3 separate regions of the Pan troglodytes genome follow, and regions 1 and 2 are each linked to region 3. A link is a contact called in public HiChIP or PLAC-seq data. All regions are on one chromosome and are shown on one strand. The core of a region is the stretch at or near the end of the contact, and the rest is flanking DNA. Distances in the headings are between cores, read along the strand shown. Region 1 holds the start of LMO1 (LIM domain only 1). Region 2 holds the start of TMEM9B (TMEM9 domain family member B). Region 3 holds the start of RPL27A (ribosomal protein L27a).

Evidence for each region. HiChIP or PLAC-seq counts read pairs in DNA pulled down with a chosen protein or histone mark.
Region 1: an H3K4me3 HiChIP or PLAC-seq map of stem cell-derived excitatory neurons shows a contact between it and region 3, with 2.4 times the contacts expected there. The contact joins the promoter of LMO1 here to the promoter of RPL27A in region 3. A contact is called at or near these places in 1 of 7 Hi-C or Micro-C datasets (stem cell-derived neural progenitor cells) and 1 of 1 datasets of contacts at active chromatin or transcription factors (stem cell-derived excitatory neurons).
Region 2: a contact with region 3 is called in an H3K4me3 HiChIP or PLAC-seq map of stem cell-derived excitatory neurons, with 5 times the contacts expected there. The contact joins the promoter of TMEM9B here to the promoter of RPL27A in region 3. A contact is called at or near these places in 1 of 7 Hi-C or Micro-C datasets (stem cell-derived neural progenitor cells) and 1 of 1 datasets of contacts at active chromatin or transcription factors (stem cell-derived excitatory neurons).

Annotation. Positions count from the first base shown.
Region 1 is chr9:12,403,369-12,406,068 of NHGRI_mPanTro3-v2.0_pri, forward strand. It overlaps LMO1 (LIM domain only 1), which reads right to left and starts at 1,380. Exons shown (of 4, transcript XM_054662032.1): 1 at 1,014-1,380. The coding sequence starts at 1,035.
Region 2 is chr9:13,112,045-13,114,744 of NHGRI_mPanTro3-v2.0_pri, forward strand. It overlaps TMEM9B (TMEM9 domain family member B), which reads right to left and starts at 1,371. Exons shown (of 5, transcript XM_009459918.5): 1 at 1,279-1,371. The coding sequence starts at 1,371.
Region 3 is chr9:12,824,437-12,827,136 of NHGRI_mPanTro3-v2.0_pri, forward strand. RPL27A (ribosomal protein L27a) reads left to right here and starts at 1,404. Exons shown (of 5, transcript NM_001034084.1): 1 at 1,404-1,428; 2 at 1,814-1,877; 3 at 2,615-2,690. The coding sequence starts at 1,426.

The DNA of each region.
Region 1 (2,700 bases), core at 130-2,629, 420 kb before region 3:
TTTCCCTGCAGCCCAGAAGTTGCCTCTCAACCCCAAACCTTCCAGCCTCCTGCCCCAGCACTTCGTCCTTCAGGCACTAAGGGATTGTCCCAGCCTCCGCGGATGGTCTCTGGGTCAGCCAGAGCTGTGTGTTCTTCCAAGAGACTGGCAGTGGAAAGGGTAGGAGTTGGACCCAGGGATGGATGGAAATTTTGTGAGGTCCAAAGCTTACTGTAGTTCGGGCGTGGGGCTCTTTAAGAAAAGGACTACAAGACTACTAATACCAAATTACCACCAAGGACCTGGCAGCTGAAGGAACCTGAAGGACCCTAAACTTCATTAGCTTCAAGGTAAAACCGCCTCCAGTTGGACCTGATATTTTGGACTAGATGGCCCACCCACCTACCCCAGCCAGCGTGGCACCTCCCAACATGCCAGGCTGGGTGAACTGATGGCAGTTCCCTCCCCAGCCCTGCCAGGGGCGGAGGCAATGTCACCCATCCCGCAGCTACGGAGTGCCAGACCGCAGAGACAGTGCTGGTTTGACGGCACCCTCACCCCTGCACCTGCAGGATCTGTGGGCACCCCCACCACCCCGCTGGGATCCGTTCCGCAGTAGGGTGCGGAAGGGGAACGTGCAGACACCCAGAGAGGCTGGGAGACTGGCTGGCAGTGGGCACTGCCGGGAAGCCCGCGGTGCGGGTCGCAGAGGCGCTCCGGATGCCCGCAAGGCGGCAAGAGTCCGTGAGAAAGTTCCCAGCCGGAGCGCGCAGGGCTGGCGGCCTCGTTGGGACCAGGAGACTTCCTAATCCCGCCGCCGAAGCCAGGGCGCTGAGCCTGGCACCGCCGACCCCGGCACCGGCGCACACATCAGCCGCCGCGCTTCCGGGAAGCCACCCATCAGCCGGAGGCGGCCCGCGGGTGCTGAGGGCGCTGCCGCCGCTAGCGGGGTGGACTCCGCAGGGCCAGCGCCGCAGTCTCCGCCCCACGTCCCGCGTGCCCCCGGGCACCGGCACCGCGCGCCGGGCACCTACCGTCCTCCTGGTCCAACACCATGGTCCCGACGGCTCCAGCCGGACTAGAGCCGAGGATACGGAGGGGCGCGTGGCTCCGACTCCCGCCGCCGGCCGCCTGCGCTGCTCCCGCCGGCCCCGCGCGAGCGCCGAGTCCGGAGAGCTGCGACCGCCGACGGGGGCAGACGGACCGGAGTCCGGAGCGCAGCCCCGCGGGCAGGGAGCGCAGGAGGAGGGACTAGGGGGCGGGCGCGGGGGCGAGACGGCCAGGCCGGGATCGCGGGAGCCTCGCGAGCAGCAGCTGCTCGGGCCGGGCCGCGCCGCAGCCGGAGCCTGAGCCGCGCGCGCGTCCTTCCTCCGTGCCGGCCGCGCTCGCCTCAGCAGAGTGAAGGCTGCATTTCCCAGGGCCCCTCAGATTCCCCTGTTAATTAAATCAATTCATTATGCTCAGATCTGATTAGCGGCCCTTCCCCCCCTTTGAATCAATTATTCAATACACAAACATAATTGCTTGGGCCAGAGGTGCCCGCCATTAGCTTATTTAACTCCAAGGACACTAATTACCCGCAGGGCACGGGAACTTTTCTCATTAATTCTGACAAAACACAAAAGCACAGCCAGAGTGTGTGCCTGTGAGGGGCTGTGTGTGTGTGTGTGTCCGCATGCCAGAGTGAGGGCTGTGTGGGGTGGTGAGCCACTGTGTGAGCTCAAGACAAGGGTGGGGGTGGGACGCGTGCGATTGCGGCTGGGTGTGTGCGGGTAGGAGTGTGGGCTCCGTGCCTGTGATTCTGAATGAGTGCGCCAGGCTGGGCGTGACTCTGGGTCTGGGGACAGTGGGCCTGGACTGGGACCCGGCACAGGAATGTGTATGAGATCGCGAGAGTGCTTCTGTGTGTGACTTTGTGAATATGACTCCGTGGCTACCGTGGCAGGCGCCCCATCCCCTTTCTTTTTTCATTATTGCCCAGCCATTCCCCGCGGCATGCTCAGCCCCACGGGGGAAAGTGCAGATCACAGAGGAGAAATCCGAGAGGATCAGGAGGCGGTGGTGACTCTGGACCCAGGCTGGGCCACAGTGTTCTCCATCCGGTCACCTGTTCAGGCATCAACTGGGCTTTGCTCTCCCCCAGTTATAAACCCCAGGTTCCCACCACCACCACCCACTTTGCCCTCTCACTGCCCCTCTCAATACCGCCCCCACTCTCAACTTTTATCCGAAAACCCTCCCCACCCCACCCTTGTGCCCAGGAACCCCCAACTCCACCCACCCTAGACCTAGTTCTTCACCTCCTGTCTCAAGGCTGTACCGAGGGTGTGCCTGTGGTTGATCAACTTCTCCACATTTTACCTCCCAGGAAATCTATTGAGAGAACCAGTGAGAGAGCCCACAGAGGCAGGACACAGAGGGTAATTGATTCCCCCAAATTAGGTTTCTGCTTTCTAAAGACCGGCATTGTTCCTATTCTCAATGTGCACAGAGGTATTGAAGATTTCCTTTTTGTTTCCTCGGGCAATGAATGAGCTTAATCCATTTGGCTTTATAAATCAGGAAACTAATATTCGCTCCTTCCATAGCAGCTTTTTAAAAAATTTAATTGGTAAGGGAGGTGCAGTTAGTCACCTTTATACTGTCCCCAAGCCCCCACTTATCAAAACACATTCTGATTGAGGGGTAGAGAGAAGGGAGGGAGCTCATCCTGACTCCTCC
Region 2 (2,700 bases), core at 121-2,620, 290 kb after region 3:
AAAGGCACCAAGGGACTCGTGGAGGGAGTTAGGTGAGAATATGAAGCAGGTGAGAGATGCTCTGTAGGTCCTACTGGGAGGGAAGTAGGCCAGGAGGGGCAAGATCCCACCACAGGAAGGGAAGTGTTCAGGGGTGAGCTGAGCTGAGTCGGCCCTTGACAGGGAAGGCTCTGTCAGATGGGGGCTTCCTATCATTCTGGCTTGGGGCATGCAGGGCCTGTGAGGCTGGCGGAGGGCGCAGGTGGGCTGTCAAGAGCTTAGGGTGGAAAGTTAAAGGCTCTCGGAGGTGAAAAGGTTGTCAAGTGTAAGATGCGTGCAGCCGGGGCTGGGAAGGGAAATGTTAAGGCGGTGGGGGGCTGCTGTCCGGACTGTGGGCACTGTCGGGGCTGGGGACGACCGTGGGGCGCTGACTGCCAGGCTGTCGGGGCTGAGGGCGAGAGTGCCGCCGGGCAGTCGGGAGGGGCGGGGCTGGTGGCGGCGGGGGTCTGCCGGAGCTGTGAGGCCAGGGGTATGGCTGTCAGGAATGGGCCAAGCAGCAGGTTGGCAGACCCAGTTTCCGCAAGGCCGGTGGTAGGGGAGGAGCTTCCGTCAGGAGCGAGGCTGGGCGGGACTCACCTTGGCGGCGTCTGACAGCTGCGCCAGCAGCAGCACGGAAAGCGCCAGGCACGACAGGCTGAGCAAGGAGCCAAGCCGAAGAAGGCCTCCCCACAGGGTCGCCATCGCTGGGGGCCCAGCGGTCCCACAGCCCGGAGCCCCCGCGACCGGCTCCCGGCTCGGGCTCAGGCACAGGCTTGGGACCCGGCTGGGGATCCTCCGCCCGCACTTCCGTCTGGACGCGAAGGCGTCACCGGGCGCGCCGGGTCAGATGCAAAAAGCATCCGCCCCGGAAACGGTTACCAGAGCGAAGGGCCGGGAGGCTGGGCAGTCCTGGTGCCCGCCTTGGCCTAGCCCCGGCCCCGGGACGGAAGGGGGCCTCTGGGGTGGCAGCCTGGGCCCAGTAGAGCTTTGCATCTCTTGGATATCTTTCCCGGGCGCAGAAGCTGCGGGGCTTAGGGAGTCGCCATTGCGCTGGAAAGTCCTCCCGCCCACGGAGACCCCAGCAAACTCCGAGTGTCGCACAGTGGCCTCTGGCGACCCGTGCGGGCCGGAGCCGTTCGCGCACAGGCAGGGCGGGTGCTGAGCGTGGAAACGGGGCTGGAATTGGCCGAGCCATGCCTTTCCGGGATGCCCACCGCCAGTCAAAGGGTTGGGGGTGGTCTCTGCACCTTAAGTACTAACCTGCCGCCCACGCGCCTCCTGACCACAGCACCCCGTCGGCTTTCTAATTCTGAGCTGCCCTCGTGGGCGTGGCCTCCCTGTGGAGCTCCCCATGTACCTCCCCTTGGTCCAGCCTGCAGCTAGGAAGTGGGTCACAGCAGCGGGGCTGGGCTGGGCCAGGCCAGGCTCCGGGAGATGTGGAATTGGCGAAACAACTGCCCCAGTAGTATCCTCCGCCTAGGACTCCAAGAGTTGGCGAATTGGGGCGCTACGCCCCGGTAAGGCAGTGCCTGTTCAGGGCTGCCGACTGGTCTCCCCAGGGCTGTCATTCTCAGCAAGTACTTTAGGAGTGCCTTAGATCGGCACATTCTCCCATTGAAATATTTTTGTTAGTGGAGACAAGGAAGATAATGGCAAGGACACAGGGATCATCACAGCCCCTAGGGATTTGTTGAATGACCTTGGGCAAATCACTTCCCTTCTCTGGGCCTGTAGTTCTTGGCTGAATATGAGGGAATGGATTTCAAATTATGCTCCATGTAATACCCGTGTTTTTACCTCTAAACAGATTTTTTTGTTTTGTTTTTTGTTTTTTTTTGAGACGGAGTCTCGCTCTGTCCCCCGGGCTGGAGTGCAGTGGCGCGATCTCAGCTCACTGCAACCTCTGCCTCCCAGGTTCACGCCATTCTCCTGCCTCAGCCTCCCTAATAGGTGGGACTACAGGCGCCCGCCACCACGCCGCCCGGCTAATTTTTTTTTTTTTTTTTTTTTTTTTTTTTTTTTGTATTTTTAGTACAGACAGGGTCTCACTGTGTTAGCCAGGATGGTCTCGATCTCCTGACCTTGTGATCCGCCCGCCTCGGCCTCCCAAATTGCTGGGATTATAGGCGTGAGCCACCGCGCCCGGCCCCAACAGATTTTTAAAAATCGTCTTTTCCCAATTTGTGGAAATGTTTTAACAGAATGCTCTCAATATTTTTCGCCCATGTGATTCTTAGATTCATGTGAATCTAACACAAGAAGGTATCTGATATTGTTCCCAACAGGAACCAGGGTGGCAGGGCTATATGTCCTCTCACCAGACTGCCCAGTGAAGGTGCTGTCACTTTGATGAATTATCAAGGCTTTGTAGTGGGTGTTCTACTGGACAAAGGACAAACTGGAGACTCCCTGGATCAAATGTGTTGGTGAGGTACTGAATCTGATTGCTAAAAGGTGATTCAGCTGCAAGTTAGGCATCAGTTTAGGGTTTTCTAGGCTTGGCGTCTAAAGGGAGTGCCTGCTGTAGCTGAAACCTCATAGGCCTTCTCTTCCTTCCGAATTGTTTTCAAGGCCTTGGGGGTACAGAGACTTAGAGAAAATACATAGTTGTGCCTCAGACTGATGGGCCTCATATGTTTAATGGAGAAACACCAAGCACACTCAGTCTGGGCAGAATTTTAG
Region 3 (2,700 bases), core at 154-2,653:
TCCAAAGTGCTGGGATTACAAAAGTAAGCCACCACGCCCGGCCAGAATTTTGGATATTTTAGCTAAAATATATTTTAGCTGAAGGGGGCAAGACAAAGAAAAATAAATAAATACACGCTCACACATACACACAGAGAATAACTGAGGGGATGGGATTTTAAAAATGTATTTCCTTTTTCCCATGGGATCTATTAATAGACTAGCGAGGGGATGGGATCTTGAACACTGGTTGAAGGAACCGACTTAAGAGCGAAGACACGCTGCTATTAGCGAAGACAGGGAGGTGAGGGTAAGTTCATTTATTCACTCAACAATCACTAGTTGAGTGTGGATTAAAAAAAACAGTCCTTGACCACATAAGGAATTAGGTCTAGTAGGGAAGACAAACGTAGGTCAATAAGTTACATAAGGGTTATACTAGATTGTGTGGTGGTACAGGTGGGGAAGCGAGCAACTGTCTGCATTGTGTCCAGGAAAGGGTCACAGGCGTGTTATGTAGATTCTGGAGAAAATTCAAAAATAGCATTTATTTTTACTTATTTACTTTTGTATGTGGAGACGAGGGTCTCACTATGTTGCCCAGGCTGGTGTTGAACTACTCGCCTCAAGAAATCCTCCCGCCTCGACCTCCCAAAGTGTTGGGACTACAGGTGTGAGCCACCGCGCCTGGCCTAAATGTGGCATTTAGAAAAAGTATTTACAACATCTGCATTAAAAGGACCATAAAGCAACCAGGCATGTAAGTCCCTGAAGCAATTTAAGTTGCTCAAACTTGAGAGGACAACCAAATGATAGCAAAAGGGCAAAAGAGAAAGGAAGCTGCAGTGCCCACTCAGAAGTGTGAGAGCGGGAGAAGGCATTTCGGGAGCCGCCCGAGCTTCAGGAAACCGAGCGAGACACCAGGTGGGCACACTGAGGATTAAAGAGGGCCTCGCGGTTCCGCACTGCGGCCGGGAGACAAACCAGTAGCCACTATCACCAGCCCGGGGCAGACCACTAAGAACTGTGGAGGCGCGCGGGGCGGCTCAGGGCTGGCGCATTTGGTGAGGAGCTCAGACACCGAGGCCCTTAGGGTCGGCTTAGGCGGTTCCCTGACCAAGGCGCCAGAAAAGGGCCTGGCTCAAGCAAGCACGGGCGGCGTGCAGTACAGCACACCTAGCCCCGATTCTTCAACAGTTCTCGCCCTCCGAGCCTAGCACAGCGAGCCTCACCGAAACCGTACACCGCCACCAGGACACTCCGTGATGGGGGATCACCACCCTCAGAAAGAGGAAGCGACTAGCAGGCGCGCAATCCCGCGAGACCAAGAGGCCCCGCCCGAAGCCCGGCCTCTGTGACCGGAAGTGAGGCGTTTTGCCCCCGCCCCCGTGGCCGATACCTCGCGAGACTTGGCGAAGGCCTTCCTTTTTCGTCTGGGCTGCCAACATGGTAGGTGTTTGGTTTCTTGCCTCCTCTTCCTTGCCGGCGGAGACCCCTAAGCTGTATTCCCATTGCCCCTAGTCATCCACTGTCTACCATGGTCGGGGCTTCCAGGCTGCGCATGGCCGCCTGCAGGGCAGGGTGGCCGGCGCGGGCCCGGGGCGGGGCTCCCGGAGCCGTGTGTTAGGCCCGCGGTTCGGATCTCTAGGACACGCGGGCCCCTGCGCTACCGTGGTGAGACCTCACGGCCCTGAGCCGATCGGTACCCTCAACTTTCCCAAACGCTCCAGAAGTTAGGTCTTTGACCCACAGGCTTACAGGACCATCTCAGCTGGCAGGCATCGCCCCCTGCCCCTAATTCCTTAGGCCTTACCACCAAGCTTTTTCCAAACAGCCATCCAGACTGAGGAAGACCCGGAAACTTAGGGGCCACGTGAGCCACGGCCACGGCCGCATAGGTAAGTGCCGGCTTCCCCTCGGGGTGGGCCTTGGGCTCTCTTCGGGTGCTTAGCTAGGCTGGAGATCGGTAGCCTATAAGTGGGTTAGAATAAGACCTTTTTGTGGTCAAGTTGGACAGCTGTTGATTTTTTTCTGAGGATCCTCTAGTATTCCATTTCTAAGGAATTTCACATCAGTGGGGTAATAGGAATTGAGCAGGCACGGTATTGGGTTAGTTGAAGACATGGAGTACTGTGGGAATGCTGTGATGTGGAACCTGAAAAGATGTTTCACCCGGAATCCTAAAGTAATCGCATTGCTGAAAACCGGCATCGGTAGGGTGGGAACAGCGTAAGCGGGACACAGAAGTCTGGGAAACACTCTGCTTTTGTGCGAGGAAGTATTGAGATGCATGAGAAGGCTGTGTGGTGCATGTAGCTTTTTTGTGTGTGTGAGACTGATCACTGTCGCCCAGGCTGGAGTGCAGTGGCGAAATCTCGGCTCACTGCAACCCCTGCCTGCCGGGCTCAAGCGATTCTCCTGCCTCAGCCTCCCGAGTAGCTGATATTACAGGTGTGCGCCACGACGCCCGGCTAATTCTTTTTCTATTTTTAGTAGAGTCGGGGGTTTCTCCGTGTTGGCCAGGCTGGTCTCGAACTCCTGACCTCAGGTGATCTACCCCCCTCGTCCTCCTAAAGTGCTGGGATTACAGGCATGAGCCATCACACCGGCCCCACGTAGCTTTGTATTCCTGCAGGCAAGCACCGGAAGCACCCCGGCGGCCGCGGTAATGCTGGTGGTCTGCATCACCACCGGATCAACTTCGACAAATAGTAAGTGTCC